Linked DNA regions of Mus musculus: regions 1 and 3 are each linked to region 2. Evidence: chromatin contacts called from public Hi-C and promoter capture Hi-C data. All regions are on one chromosome and are shown on one strand. Each heading gives the region's core, a stretch centred on a gene start, on an enhancer-like site or on the middle of the called end of the contact. The rest is flanking DNA. Distances are from core to core; before and after follow the strand shown. Region 1 overlaps Iqschfp (Iqcj and Schip1 fusion protein). Region 2 holds the start of Schip1 (schwannomin interacting protein 1). Region 3 overlaps Iqschfp (Iqcj and Schip1 fusion protein).

What was found. Promoter capture Hi-C pulls out the DNA fragments that hold promoters and counts their contacts. Hi-C and Micro-C count contacts between places; a contact is called where the count stands out from the background.
Region 1: a contact with region 2 is called in a Hi-C map of pre-megakaryocyte-erythroid progenitors, with 3 times the contacts expected there. The contact joins the enhancer-like site here to the promoter of Schip1 in region 2. A contact is called at or near these places in 4 of 484 Hi-C or Micro-C datasets (the HL-1 cell line, embryonic stem cells and pre-megakaryocyte-erythroid progenitors) and 2 of 9 other capture datasets (adipose tissue and embryonic stem cells).
Region 3: a promoter capture Hi-C map of hippocampal neurons shows a contact between it and region 2, with 4 times the contacts expected there. The contact joins the enhancer-like site here to the promoter of Schip1 in region 2. A contact is called at or near these places in 3 of 39 promoter capture datasets (the HPC-7 cell line, hippocampal neurons and stem cell-derived epiblast-like cells), 14 of 484 Hi-C or Micro-C datasets (the HL-1 cell line, LSK cells, the N1E-115 cell line and 8 more) and 2 of 9 other capture datasets (adipose tissue and embryonic stem cells).

What each region holds. Positions count from the first base shown.
Region 1 is chr3:68,158,384-68,162,623 of GRCm38.p6, reverse strand. All of the region lies in intron 4 of Iqschfp (Iqcj and Schip1 fusion protein), which reads right to left. All of the region lies in intron 1 of Schip1 (schwannomin interacting protein 1), which reads right to left. Among named protein-coding and RNA genes, the nearest start is that of Schip1, 96 kb to the right of the region's middle. Within about 2 kb of position 1,688, at least 11 of the 459 cell types and tissues checked have an H3K27ac peak or open chromatin away from gene starts, as enhancers often do. A contact at or near this core is called in pre-megakaryocyte-erythroid progenitors, where this site is marked.
Region 2 is chr3:68,063,491-68,067,293 of GRCm38.p6, reverse strand. Schip1 (schwannomin interacting protein 1) reads right to left here and starts at 2,492. Exons shown (of 8, transcript NM_001113421.1): 1 at 2,287-2,492. The coding sequence starts at 2,352. The region is part of intron 4 of Iqschfp (Iqcj and Schip1 fusion protein); the gene reads right to left.
Region 3 is chr3:68,182,441-68,186,715 of GRCm38.p6, reverse strand. The region is part of intron 4 of Iqschfp (Iqcj and Schip1 fusion protein); the gene reads right to left. All of the region lies in intron 1 of Schip1 (schwannomin interacting protein 1), which reads right to left. Among named protein-coding and RNA genes, the nearest start is that of Schip1, 120 kb to the right of the region's middle. Within about 2 kb of position 1,710, at least 2 of the 459 cell types and tissues checked have an H3K27ac peak or open chromatin away from gene starts, as enhancers often do. A contact at or near this core is called in hippocampal neurons, where this site is marked.

The sequences.
Region 1 (4,240 bases), core at 439-2,938, 96 kb before region 2:
TGGTTAGAGCTTGTTCCTCTGGTGATTCTGTTAGCCTCTATCAGCAGACCTGGGAGACTAGATCTCTCCTCTGAGTTTCAGTGGTCAGAGCACTCTCTGCAGGCAAGCTCTCCTCTTGCAGGGAAGGTGCCCAGATATCTGGCGTTCGGACCTGCCTCCTGGCAGAAGTTGTGTTCCACTCACCAGAGGTCCTAAGATCTTGTGGAGAGTCCTCTAGGGACCTTGGGGGTGTCCGCTGACTCCATGCCCAAGGTGATCCAGTGCTGGCGCCTACTGGAAGGGACCTCACAGTAATATCTTAGTCTAGGATAAGATAAAGCAGGACCTCCCGGGATTGTTCTCTAGCTCTTTATGTTTTGTGAACAATAGATTATCCTCATCCCTGTCTCAAAAGACAATATCACAATATCACAAAATAAAGTCTTATTCTTGTTTAGGACAGAGTAAAGTTTATTTTGATTTTGAATAAAAAAAACCCAGACAGCTAAAAAGTAATGGCAACATTCAAAATCAAAGCTACTTATAATAAGCAACCACTTCAATATTGTCCTGAAGTATAATTTCTGCTGAATATTATTTATCTTTCAGAGTTGGAAAACCACCAGGCACACTGATCAGAGAAGCTTTCTCTACCCTAAATGAGCCATTATCTATTGTATCCTTTGAAAGCCACTTGTGTCAAAGTCTGGGCAATGATCACAAGACAAGTTTAGTCCAAAGTGTCAGCGAAGTGCCTCTTTTCTCTGATACGAAATATTTCACTTATTCAGCATATACCACATTTACAAAACACCAGCCTAGTGTTGAGACACAAAATAAACCACTTGTGATTGTCCTCTTTCCCTATACCGTAGAATCTCATTCCCACCTTTAGCAATTCAACAATGACAAGTACTTATTGAACAGCCACTATGTAATAGGTCTTAATTGCCTCCTTGATATCTGTCAGTAAATGAACAAAATTAGCAACTGTCTTGTAGCCTGTGTTCTAGAGGAGAGTCAGACAATGTGCATGCTGCATAAATTGACATATCATGCAGTCATTTGAATAGGAATGGCGTCCAAAGACTCATGTATTTGAATGTTTGGCCTATTGGGAGTGGCACTATTAGGAGGTATGGCCTTGTTTTATTAAGTGTGGCCTTGATGGAGTAAGAGTGTCACTACTGAGGTTATATATGCTCAAGCTCTGCTCAGTATGACACACAGTCTCTCATTGCTGCCTGGGGATCAAGATGTAGAACTCTGTCCCCAGCACCGGGTTTATCTATATGCTTCTATACTTCCTGCCAAGGTGATAATGGACAAATCTTTGTATATCCGTCCCAATTAAATATTTTTTTATAAGAGTTGCCTTGGCAATGGAAGCCTAAGACACATCTTACTTAGAGCAGGGCGGGAGTATCAAGAATAATATTAATAAGGCAAGACTATCAAAGACAAGGGGACATTTGCATCAAAGGTCATTATGTATGCAGATATTTGGAGATGAGTCTTCTAAGTGGAAGGAGCGACCAATGAAAGGTCCCAAGGGGAGAAGTGTGCCTGGAGTATGCAAAGGACAAGGAGAAGACAGGAGAATGAAGTGGGGTAACTAATAGCTGCGGGAGGAGGGATGCTTGGAGGGGCAGGGAGAGGATGCAGGCTGCAGTGGGCAGGAAGCCTGGCACCAAGAGATAAGGAGCCAGCTGAAATTTGGAACAGAGTGGTAACTGGCTGACTAAAATTGTAAAGCAACCGTCTGGGCACTGTGTAGAAAGCAGACCACAGAGTCAGCAAAGAGACCAATTCAGAGAACATTAGAGTTTCAGCAGTGGCATAGCCCATAACCTAGCTATGTTAGTGGGAAGATGAGTTCATATTCTCAAAAGGGTTTCTGGGTGGATTGTGTATATGGGATTCGAGACAAGCTAGTCAAGTACAATGCTAATGCCTAACTTAACAGATTTTCTAAAGTGAGAAGTTCCATATCAATTCAAAAGTTCATATGTTATGTGAAAGGCAGCCATCAATTCCAGATAAGGAATGGGATTCAGGTTTAAATGCAACTGTTTCAGCACTTAGGACTCACAATCCACTTGGCTCCAGCAGGATTTGCCTACAACCGTTGTTTGTGTTTTATTAATTCACTCCTTATGTAACTTTCAGTATCAACTGTTTTCAATAACCAACTTCACACAAGAACACTTGTAAACAAATGGGAGTAAATTAAATGCCTCCTTGTAAATCCAGTTCATGAGGTAGTTAACATTGGCCCACATGAAACTCATACTTATATGGTAGATTTATAGCATTAACAGTGACTTAACTAGCAAATGCTTTTGGTCTCTGTTATCCCATGCATAAAATATCTTTTTACTAGAGCATGGGCCATGGCTTTTGAGAGATGAGGTAAGCAAATGGCTTGTGCTTTGGAGTCAGACCAGACTGAGTAAAAGCCTGGCAGGCTGAAAACTGGGGCAGTGCTAAACCTCACTTTTGTCTCTGTGTCCTTGGGGCAACAATTCCAACTTTCCTGGACCTTGTGATGATTTGAAACTACATATATAAAGATTGGAATTTGGTGGATCCTAGAAAATAGAGATGCTATCATAGCCTGCACTGTGCAACTCAACGGTTATTTTATATTGCTGTGTTTTAATGCTGATGTTTATATATGAACACATTCTTCATATGATTTAATCACAACACCAATGATACAACAATGTCTTGTAGTAGATTCAAAGCAGAATAATCTTTTTTTTTTTTTATCAGAACACCCTGTAGTGAGTTTAGTTTTGGTGGCCCATATATTGCTACTGGTTGTGATGAAAAGGAGACCCATAAATAAAAACATGTCAGCCTTAAACACCTTAGCAGCTGATGGGAAACAAGGCAACTGACAGCTGTTTCCCTATGTGGTGATCCTGCAAGAATGAGAATACAGAGGAAGATTATCTGCCAGAGGCCCAACATAAATACGATTTGTGCAACCAGCTACCCCAGATTTTAGAACTGCTCATCTTTACAAATTACCTCAGAAACGCTTATCCCAGAAGGCTTCTTGACTCAGCATTTCAAGGAGGTTGCGATTTAAAAATTTCCTTCCTTGGGGAGTCAGGTTTCTTTAAGACAAGTCAGCTACATACCAGTTGAAGGTCACATATTCAAAATACATGAGCTGCACAAATTAGACTCAATAGGCTAAGTAAAAAAGGAGGACACAATGTTGGGTGGGTAGGGGAGAAGGATTGGGTCTGGACAGAGCTGGGAAAGGGGAATATATAATCAAAACACATTGTACAAAATTTTCAAAGATACACACACACAGAGACAGACAGACAGACAGACAGACAGACAGACACACACACACACACACACACACACACACACACACACACACACTCCTTCTTACTTTTCCCTTTTTGAAACAAAAACCGTTAAACTGGATACCAGCTAATTTAAACCCACATTCTAGGCAGCAACCTTACAGTTCCAAAATGCCATGATTTGTGTCTTTTTAGCAAAAGATTCAAGGGAAGATCTTGGGAACATCATGGTGTTCATCGAACTCTCCATTTGTGATGCAGTTCTCTTGGAAATGGTGAGGAAGTTCTCTCTAACTTAAGATGCAGTTGGACAGGTGGAAGACCCGATCCACCCGGTCAGGCAGGCCTGATCATCCCAGATGTTGTCTGGCCCACCTGACAAGGTGGATGCTATAAAAACTGAAGCTGGGAGAGATGAGATGTAAAATCCTCCTCTGTGTATCCCGTACAGTGGGGCCTTGAGGGGAGAACACCATCTACTGCTTTCTCACAGGACTTGCCGAGCCCTGCTTCTCACAGACAGATGACTGCCTCTCTCCTTCCCCTGTCCATTTCCCAGGAGATCAGGCAGCTTTTCTTCCTGTCATTTGGTTGGAACCCACAGTGCCCCTAAAGTGGCTAGCTATTTTCTGAATTACAGAAATAAGTTTACCCTGCCAAAGGCTAGAGAAGACTCTCACAGACACATCATGGTAGATTGTACTTACTAACAGAGGATTAGTAATTGTGTGACTCTAATCTTCAGACTCATATGAAAGCTCTAAAAACCTTTTGGGGGAAATTAAAACTTGCTTGTTCCAGTAATTACAATTGATATGACTCCATTTTATTCATCAGTGTTTAACCACCGCAGGCTATAAAATCATTGGCTAATGAAAAGGACATCCTAGGTTTTGATTTATTGTCTCTGCTATACGAGCCGACCACGGCCA
Region 2 (3,803 bases), core at 1,243-3,742:
TCACTGTAAATCCCAGATATGTCACATCTAGAAGAAGCTCTGATGGAAACAGATCCAACAGTAGGAAACATTTCCAGGTTGTAAGAACCATTTATAAGACCAACTTTTCTGAAGGATTAAAAGGGTTAAAAACTCCAGTGAAAACATATCTATCATTCCCATCTATGTCCAGCATCCTTACAAAGGATTTTAACTACAGTGGTTTTTGCTAAACAGATACCCCCCCACACTTTTTTCAGCCAAAGGTTATAGAGCCCCGCAAGGGTGGGTGAACCACAAAACTGTGAGCATATTTTTACGTTGGCAAGAAAAACAAAATGTCAGTCAACTAAATTTAAGATTGTTCACACACATCTGCTACCAACAGAATGCTGTAAAAAAAAAAAAAAAAAGAAAAGAAAAAGAAAAAGGACAAAATGGGGAGCACTCACAGTCTAAATAGCTCTGTGTGTCTTCTGTTGTTGGGTGATTTGCACTCTTTCAATAATGATTGAAAGGCTATCAGACCTGAAGCTAACATCTGTTGGTGGTTTGTCATGTAGCAACAATTTCTAGTTAAGCAAATACATAAACAACCATATCTCAAACTGTCTAAGCTAGGTAGCGGCGGTTATAAATACATCACCAAAATGTTTTCCAAAGAGGAACAAATGTAAAATGCTTCACTCCTGACAATATTGTACCACATTATGTCCTTGAGAGACTGAGAGAGAGGAAAAGATTGACAGATAACAGATCCCTGAATCTAGCAAGCCTCACAAACCCAACTTTAGAGCATACAGCAGGCACAGGTTATGACACCAGCCTCACATTGTCTGTGTTATTGAAGGATAGTCTCTCCACTCAAAAAAGACTTGTCCAAGGTCCACTTCCTCTAGGGAATAGACACAGCTCATGAGAAAAAGAATGTTAAAACAAAGTCCCACAGCACAGCTACTATGGGGAAAAACACTGTTTCCTTCTAAAATCCATGCAGAAACGTAAAACCCAAGCAAACAAAACTAAAAGATCTGGGTGGTAAAGCTAGGTTTCACACATTTCAAATCGCTTAGTTCTCTTAAATATTGAGATCAATTTAGGAAAGCTCTAGTGTATCTACTAAGCAAAGCTGTCAAAAATACATATAACAATAGCACCTTAGTGCAAAATTAAGTCATGTCTTTTTAAATTATACATTTCACATACTGTCAAGAATAAGTACCATTTATCTAAAAATCAAATGGCAAGTTACTGAAGAGTTAAGATGAATGGCAATTCAGCTGAAATTAATATATAATAGAAAGAAATATCTATGCTTGATGTTTTCAAATATAAGAACCATCAAGAGAAGTGAGTTTTATATCATAATAACATTAAAAGAGTGTCGTTATACTTTAAAGTAAAGGGTTTAGCATATGTGTCTGAAACTATATTTAACTGGCCTGAAAAAATTTTTTTCTTTAATTATGTTTTAAATGGCCCTATGTTCTCCTACACAGAATATGTGCTGGGGTCGTTATTGGCAGCAATTAAGAGGATCTTCTCCCTTGGTTGTGTGAGGTTGTAATATACAGTTCTCCAGGGGTGTACGGATGATTTGTAAGGGTGGCTAAAGAATGATTGGGGGGGGGACGACAATAAATTTGTTGTTTTTGAATTTTTAATTTAAACAGTTAAGTTGGAAGTTTTGAAACTAAATAAATATATCTAGTGATACTAAGATAGCAATTTCAATAGCCCATATCTAATCATGTTATTTTAAGAAGCTGCTTATAACCTCCATCAGTTCCGCTGTATGTATTTGATGCAAATAAATGCCAGCGCTTTAAGTCACAATTGTCACCTGTGTGTCTGAACATTAGGACAGCTAAGTGCTCTTTTGGAATGGAAATTATGATCTGTGGTCTAAGAGTTTAACTGCTCTTCAGGTTAGTGACCAATCAGAAACCCCCTTTCAGCCCCTTCTGATTACAAAGAGCAACAAACTGCACATTTGAAACTATCTATGTATGTTTATAAAATGATAGTTCCAAAACATCTGGATTGTATATTTTCAGTGTAGTTAATTTGTGTTGGAGTTTTAACTTTCAACATTCTCAAAATTCAAAGTACAGACATTCACATCATAGAATGCAATATTTTCTTTAAATGAGCATATTAGCTCTTTCTAAAATAACATTTACCTGGTTGTCTCTAAACTTTAAAATGCAGTGAAGAACCTATCTTTTATAGTGTCTGTTTTATTAGACTTGGGGGTTACTGTTCCCATATGTCTATGGTATACAAGACTGGATGTGGAAAACTTACTCTGTCAGCTTGCTTGCCTGGGTCGCAGTCCCACGCGGCCCTTACGCGCTGCTCAGACCTCTCCATGGTGCTGAAGAGCTACCCTCGTCCATTTGAGAAGGAAGAGCGGTTCACTGAAACCGCCTTGGAAAGGAATCCATAGAGAGCCACTTTGTTAGCAGGTAAAGTTACCTAGAGAGTTTCTACAGCGCATGCCGCGAGGTGTGATGTCTCCCCTTTAGTTAACAACCCCGGCAGCTTAAAGCAAATCTTGGAGCATAAATCTTCAAAACTGAAGGAAAAATGTAAGTTTCCCAAGAGAAGAAACTGCCTGGTTTTTGTCTGCGTTGTTCAAATAGGGGGAATAAACATACAAAGATGACCAGGCTCCTTGGAGAACAGAGAAGTCCAAAGAGAGAACCTCTTGATCTTTATGAAGAGAACAATTCCCCTCTAATATGAAGCACTTGATTCACCTAATCTTCATTAACTTAAAAAATATATGAAAATAAAGCTGAAAACTCCACAAGGCTCCATTGTGGAATTCCACGATACACACTGTGCAAGCAGCTCTGCCTCCCTCTCGTCCCGGCTTCTGTCTGCTGAAGATTCTCACAGCAAATATCAGCAGACTCTTCTGCTTCTCGTAGGTTACCTCTTTCTGAGGCTGGAATGTATAAAGAGCCACATGACACCCAGTGATGTCATCTTGAAAGCAGGTCACAGTTGCTGCCGTATGTAGATGAAATCCTTCTATTAAGTATTTAGCATAATGATTTTCTTGAAAATCTATTTGCATCAAATAACTTGGTCTTCCACCAATACGGTTAACCCTATCAACAGAATGCCTCAAAGAGGTCGATTCCCAGCTCACACGCGAAGCCGTCTCGGGGTGAGCTGGGATGAGCTTCTGGTGTGCCTCAGGAGATGTGTCATTATGATCAACTCATGAAGAGTGTGAAGCCCCTTCTCTGCTCCCCAGGAGCTGCCGTAGAAACGAGAATGATTTCTTCAGACATGGAATCTACTTCGAAAACAACTCAGAATTTTTAGCACGTTAAAAAAAAATGTAATCTTCTAAAAATCAGATCACCATGACTGAGAAATAAAAGCTCAAGCAACTCCCTTCAACTCCTAACACTATTTTATTTAATGGGATAAAACATTTCAAAAGCATCAAAAACTTACTACTTCTGAAAAGATTTGAATTGTATTTTCAAAAAGTTGGTAGGGAGCTTTCTTTAATTATTCACAGATGTTTTAAATACAGAATGAAGAAATAGTTAAAATGTTAACGATATATTCTAAATAAGCCACTGTAAAAGATAACATACAGGTACAGTTTTAAGGAACTTAGGATGAGAGTGTCCAGTTTTATTCTATACAGCATGCTTCTCTTTTATTTCTAGTTAGTCACATAGCCTAATTAAAGATTTTTTTTTTCAGTCATGATTGGCAAAACTTCCCCATGCGTGAACTCAGTAGGTTATAAGAGGGGGAGCATGCATGACAGGGTAAGTGAAAGGCGGGGGAAGGGA
Region 3 (4,275 bases), core at 461-2,960, 120 kb before region 2:
TTTCCTTCCTTGGAGCTTTTATCTTTAGCCCCACTCACAATTGCAGCACTGACTTCCCACTTCATTTCCCGAACCTCAGCATCTATCTTGATTACCTCTAGGCTTGCTCTGTGTTCCTATGCAAATACATCTGTCAGATGTGGGGAACAAGAGTAAGGAGCTTTACTCTTTCCTTGGTTGCTCTACTGATGAACGCTATTCTCTTGGTTCACCTTATAGAGTAGACTGATGCCTCTCAGTATTTGCAGTCTCAGGGGGCTGTGATCCTGTTGTACTATTTAGCAGTTCTTGCTGTCCTCGCCCCAACAGTGCCCAGGACAGGGAAAAAGAAACCTGCTAAACAGCTTACTTTCTCATATCCCTTGGTTTGCCTTCTTTGTCTCCCGTTCAATGGCTTAAGGACTCTTCAGTGCCCTCAATATTTCCAGTAGACTCTTGGGAAGCCAGATCGAGCTGTGAGCACAGAACCAGAGCAGAACGTCACCTCAGGAAGAACTCCTTTTTGTCTGGCACAATCACTAGTTCTGATTACTTTCCAAACCTCCTGGTTTTGTAAATGTAGGTTGTATCTAACTTAAAATAGGTGACTTCATTTTAACAGATTGTAAATATAAAATGGTGAAATTTTTCTACAGACCTCTTTCCCCTAGTAGATAACAATTTAAACCAAGCTTGTTTAGATAATCAGAATTGCTGTGGGGAAGCAGTTTTATAAAACTTGAGGAGCAACTCAAAATGAGATATCCATTTCTGATCTCAGCACACAAAGACACTTACAATCATTTTTTCTCCCTGGATATACAAACCTGTCTCCTTTCTTTCTTTTCTAAGTAAATCTCATCATTTTCTTTTCTAAGTAAATAAAATTTTTAATTGCTTGGATTGGGGATGGAGGAAGTCCAGTATAACCAACTTAATATACTTTGCTAGGTTCCATGTTTGAAAACACTTCTTCCCCTCTTCTGCCTCTTTCAGGGCTTACCCTGGGCCTATGGCATCATTGATATTCATGAGAAACCATGGCGACAGTTTGGTAAACAAACCAATAATAAATCCATCTCTCCCATCACATGCAGCAGAAGTTCTTCAGGGGCTTTACTTGTGCTATTTACATATTCAGGCTTAAAATATGTGGTAATTTTATTTCACAAAGGCACCAGGCAGCAAAGCATCTATTTTACACTTCTCGACCTCATTGAGGAGGTGGCTTAACCTGCTCTTGTGCTTGTCTTTCTGCAAATGAGTGACATAGTATGGAGATGCCACCTGTTTCATGGTGGGAGAGCAGGAAAAAAGTGGAGGATTAATTAGTTAATATCTCCAAAGCGCTCCGCAGATGGGAAGTAGATTCGCCAGTGTGGGTTCATATTACGGCTTGCTGCTCTCCTTGTTTCTTACTCTGGAGGCAGAAACCACTAGGTTGATTTTTTTGCAAATGAGAAACCCTGCTCTAATTTATCATTTAGATGCTTTGATTTTAGAGATGTTCTGTTGTAATGATGGGGATATTTGCTCCCTACCCTAACTCCTCTGTGAGAAAGGCAAAGAATCTGCATTCTTTAAGGCACCAGAAATAGACACTTAAGGAAACCCACCAGGAGTGAATAGTTATCACTGGATTTCAACATTAGCATGAATGCTCTGTGCTGCTTCTTTTCCTTCTGGGAAAACAGCCAGTTCACATTTAGAAGAGTATATAGAATCTGAAGTCGTATTCCTCGGCATATGGAATTACCTAATAGGATTGCCTGAACACTTCCACCTTAATTCCAAGCAATGGAAGGCCTAAGACAGCACAACTCACAATCGCCACACATTGGAAACTGTCCAAACACCCTCCGAGAGTTGAGGTGATGGGTAAATAATGGTACATTCACAGAGTAGAATTCAGTTCAGTAGTGGGAATGAACAATCTACAACTAAGCCCACACCAAAGCACACACCTTGTAAGCATAATAAAAACAGAATGAAGACAGACAGAAGAGCTCATGCTTTATGGCTCCACTTGCACGGGGAGCAGGGCACAGAGAATGGAGCCTCACTGTTATCAGTGAAGCAAGGTGTCACTCTTGCATGGAGCAGTAACTGGAAGGCTTCATAGAGGTTTAGCCCTGCTTGCAACGTTTTGCTTCCCGGTGTGAGTGGTTACATAGATACTGCCCTGTGGTGGCAATGTCATGGAAATTACACTTACTATTTATACAAGATTCTCAAAAGTCTCTGAACCATCCACCATCCCTGCATTTCTTGTAGACAGGATAAATTTGGTGTTGAAAGTTTTGTGGGTGAGTTAGTGTCCCTATCACTCTACTGGGGTTCCTTCCTGGCTACAGGAGGTGTCCTCTTCAGGTTCCATATTCCCAAAGCTGTGAGTCACAGATAAGGTCACCCCATTGATTCTTGGTCACCTCTCTTATCCCAGGTCTCTGCCACATCCTCCTGGAGATGCCCTTCACCTCCGTACCCCTGTCAGGTACAGATTTTCTTTCTTTCTCATGACCATAAGGCCATCTCTCCTGTTCTTTCCCACACCTGACCCTGAACCTTCCCATTCCCTTCCCTATCCCCTATCCCCTATCCCACCCACTTCCCTCCCTACATTCATCTCTTATGACTATTTTATTCACCCTTCTAAGTGGGATTCAGGCATCCTTACTTGTACCTTTCTTCTTGATTAGCTTCTTTGGGTCTGTGGAGTGTAGCATGGGTATACTGTTTTCCAATAAGCAGCCCAACTTGAGACCCATTCCATGGGCAAGCACCAATCCATGACACTATTAATGATACTCTGTTACGATTGCAGACAGGAGTCTAGCATGGCTGTCTGCTGAGAGGCTCCACCCAGTAGGAACTCCACAGAAAAACCAACAGAGTCAACTAACCTGAACCCTTGGGACTCTTAGAGACTGAACCACCAAGCTGTATATCAGCTTTGTATTGAAACAATTCAGAAGGTCGGTCAGTCTAAGAGTATAGCACAGTGGCAATGTGAATGCCTAGCAGAAGTGAGATCCTGGGGTTAGACTCCAGTACCCCATGCCTCAAATGGCTTATTTTTCTCCTTTTGCATTGGATAATGTCATTGATTTATAGAATAATGAAAAAACTGGACCCACAGAATCCAGTATGGAATGAGTGTCTGGAGTGTAGGGCAGGGGTTCCCTCCATACTGTGTCAGGCTATTTGTGGCTAAGCTTGTTTATTTAAGTAAACAATTCTTCAAACATCTGAAGTTTGCAAGCTTTCTCAGGATGTGGACACAGAGAAGACTAAAATTCCCACTCTTTCAAAGTACATATTTCTTTTTTTATTGGATATTTTCTTTATTTACACTTCAAATGCTATCCCCTTTCCAAGTCTCCCCTCTGGAATTCCCTATCCCATCCCCCTCTTGCCCTGCTGAGAGTGTCACATCACAGGAGAGAAGGTAACAAGTCTCTTGGGACAAGAAAACAAAACCCATCAGGAAAAGGTAGAGTGAATAGAGACTCATGGTGGGAGAGAAGCAAGTTGACAATCTCAGTAGATCAGTCAGATACCCAGTCTCACTGCAAAGGTGAGTTGCTCCCCGATGGACACTGAACAATCCTGACCCTGCCTCCTTTCTTCACACAAAACAGGCACGCCTTAAACTCTACTCCACAAGTAATTGTTCTATCCCCCAAAACAATTGTACATCACATGGCCTTATTGGCTATTGTGATCTGCATAGCAGGTGGTACCAACTGCCCACCATAGCCATGGACATATTTTAATAAAGAGTCTCAATAACCAACAGACTAACTTGCTCCTTGGGACAATCAAACAGAGCCAATTACATTTAAAGGGCATCTGCCAAAAATAATGCGCTTCATTTCTGAGAGGTTGATAATTATGCCATTGTTTCCAATAATAATCAGATAGCAAGACAAGATGCCTTTTGAGACCTCTTCGAGTTCTGAAGAGACAGATTAATGATCCATGAAGAGCAGATTTCCCTCTTATTCTCAGTAGCCCTGGTTGCAACCATCCACAAACCTTCACATCATTAACTTATGAATTAGAATTAAGGAGGGTCACACAATGTGACTTTAAGGTCATAATCTACCCTGAATGTAAAGCCTACCCTTCCCCTATATGCCATGCCATTCCTTTCACCTGACAAACCTGACATGACCTTTAAGAACTTATTTATATTTCCATGCTCCTTGACTTTTCAAAACCTTTGTGCCTTTGTTCTACCTATCCCTCAGCCCAGGAAGACCAAGAATCCTATCGTCAGTTTGAATCCTCATG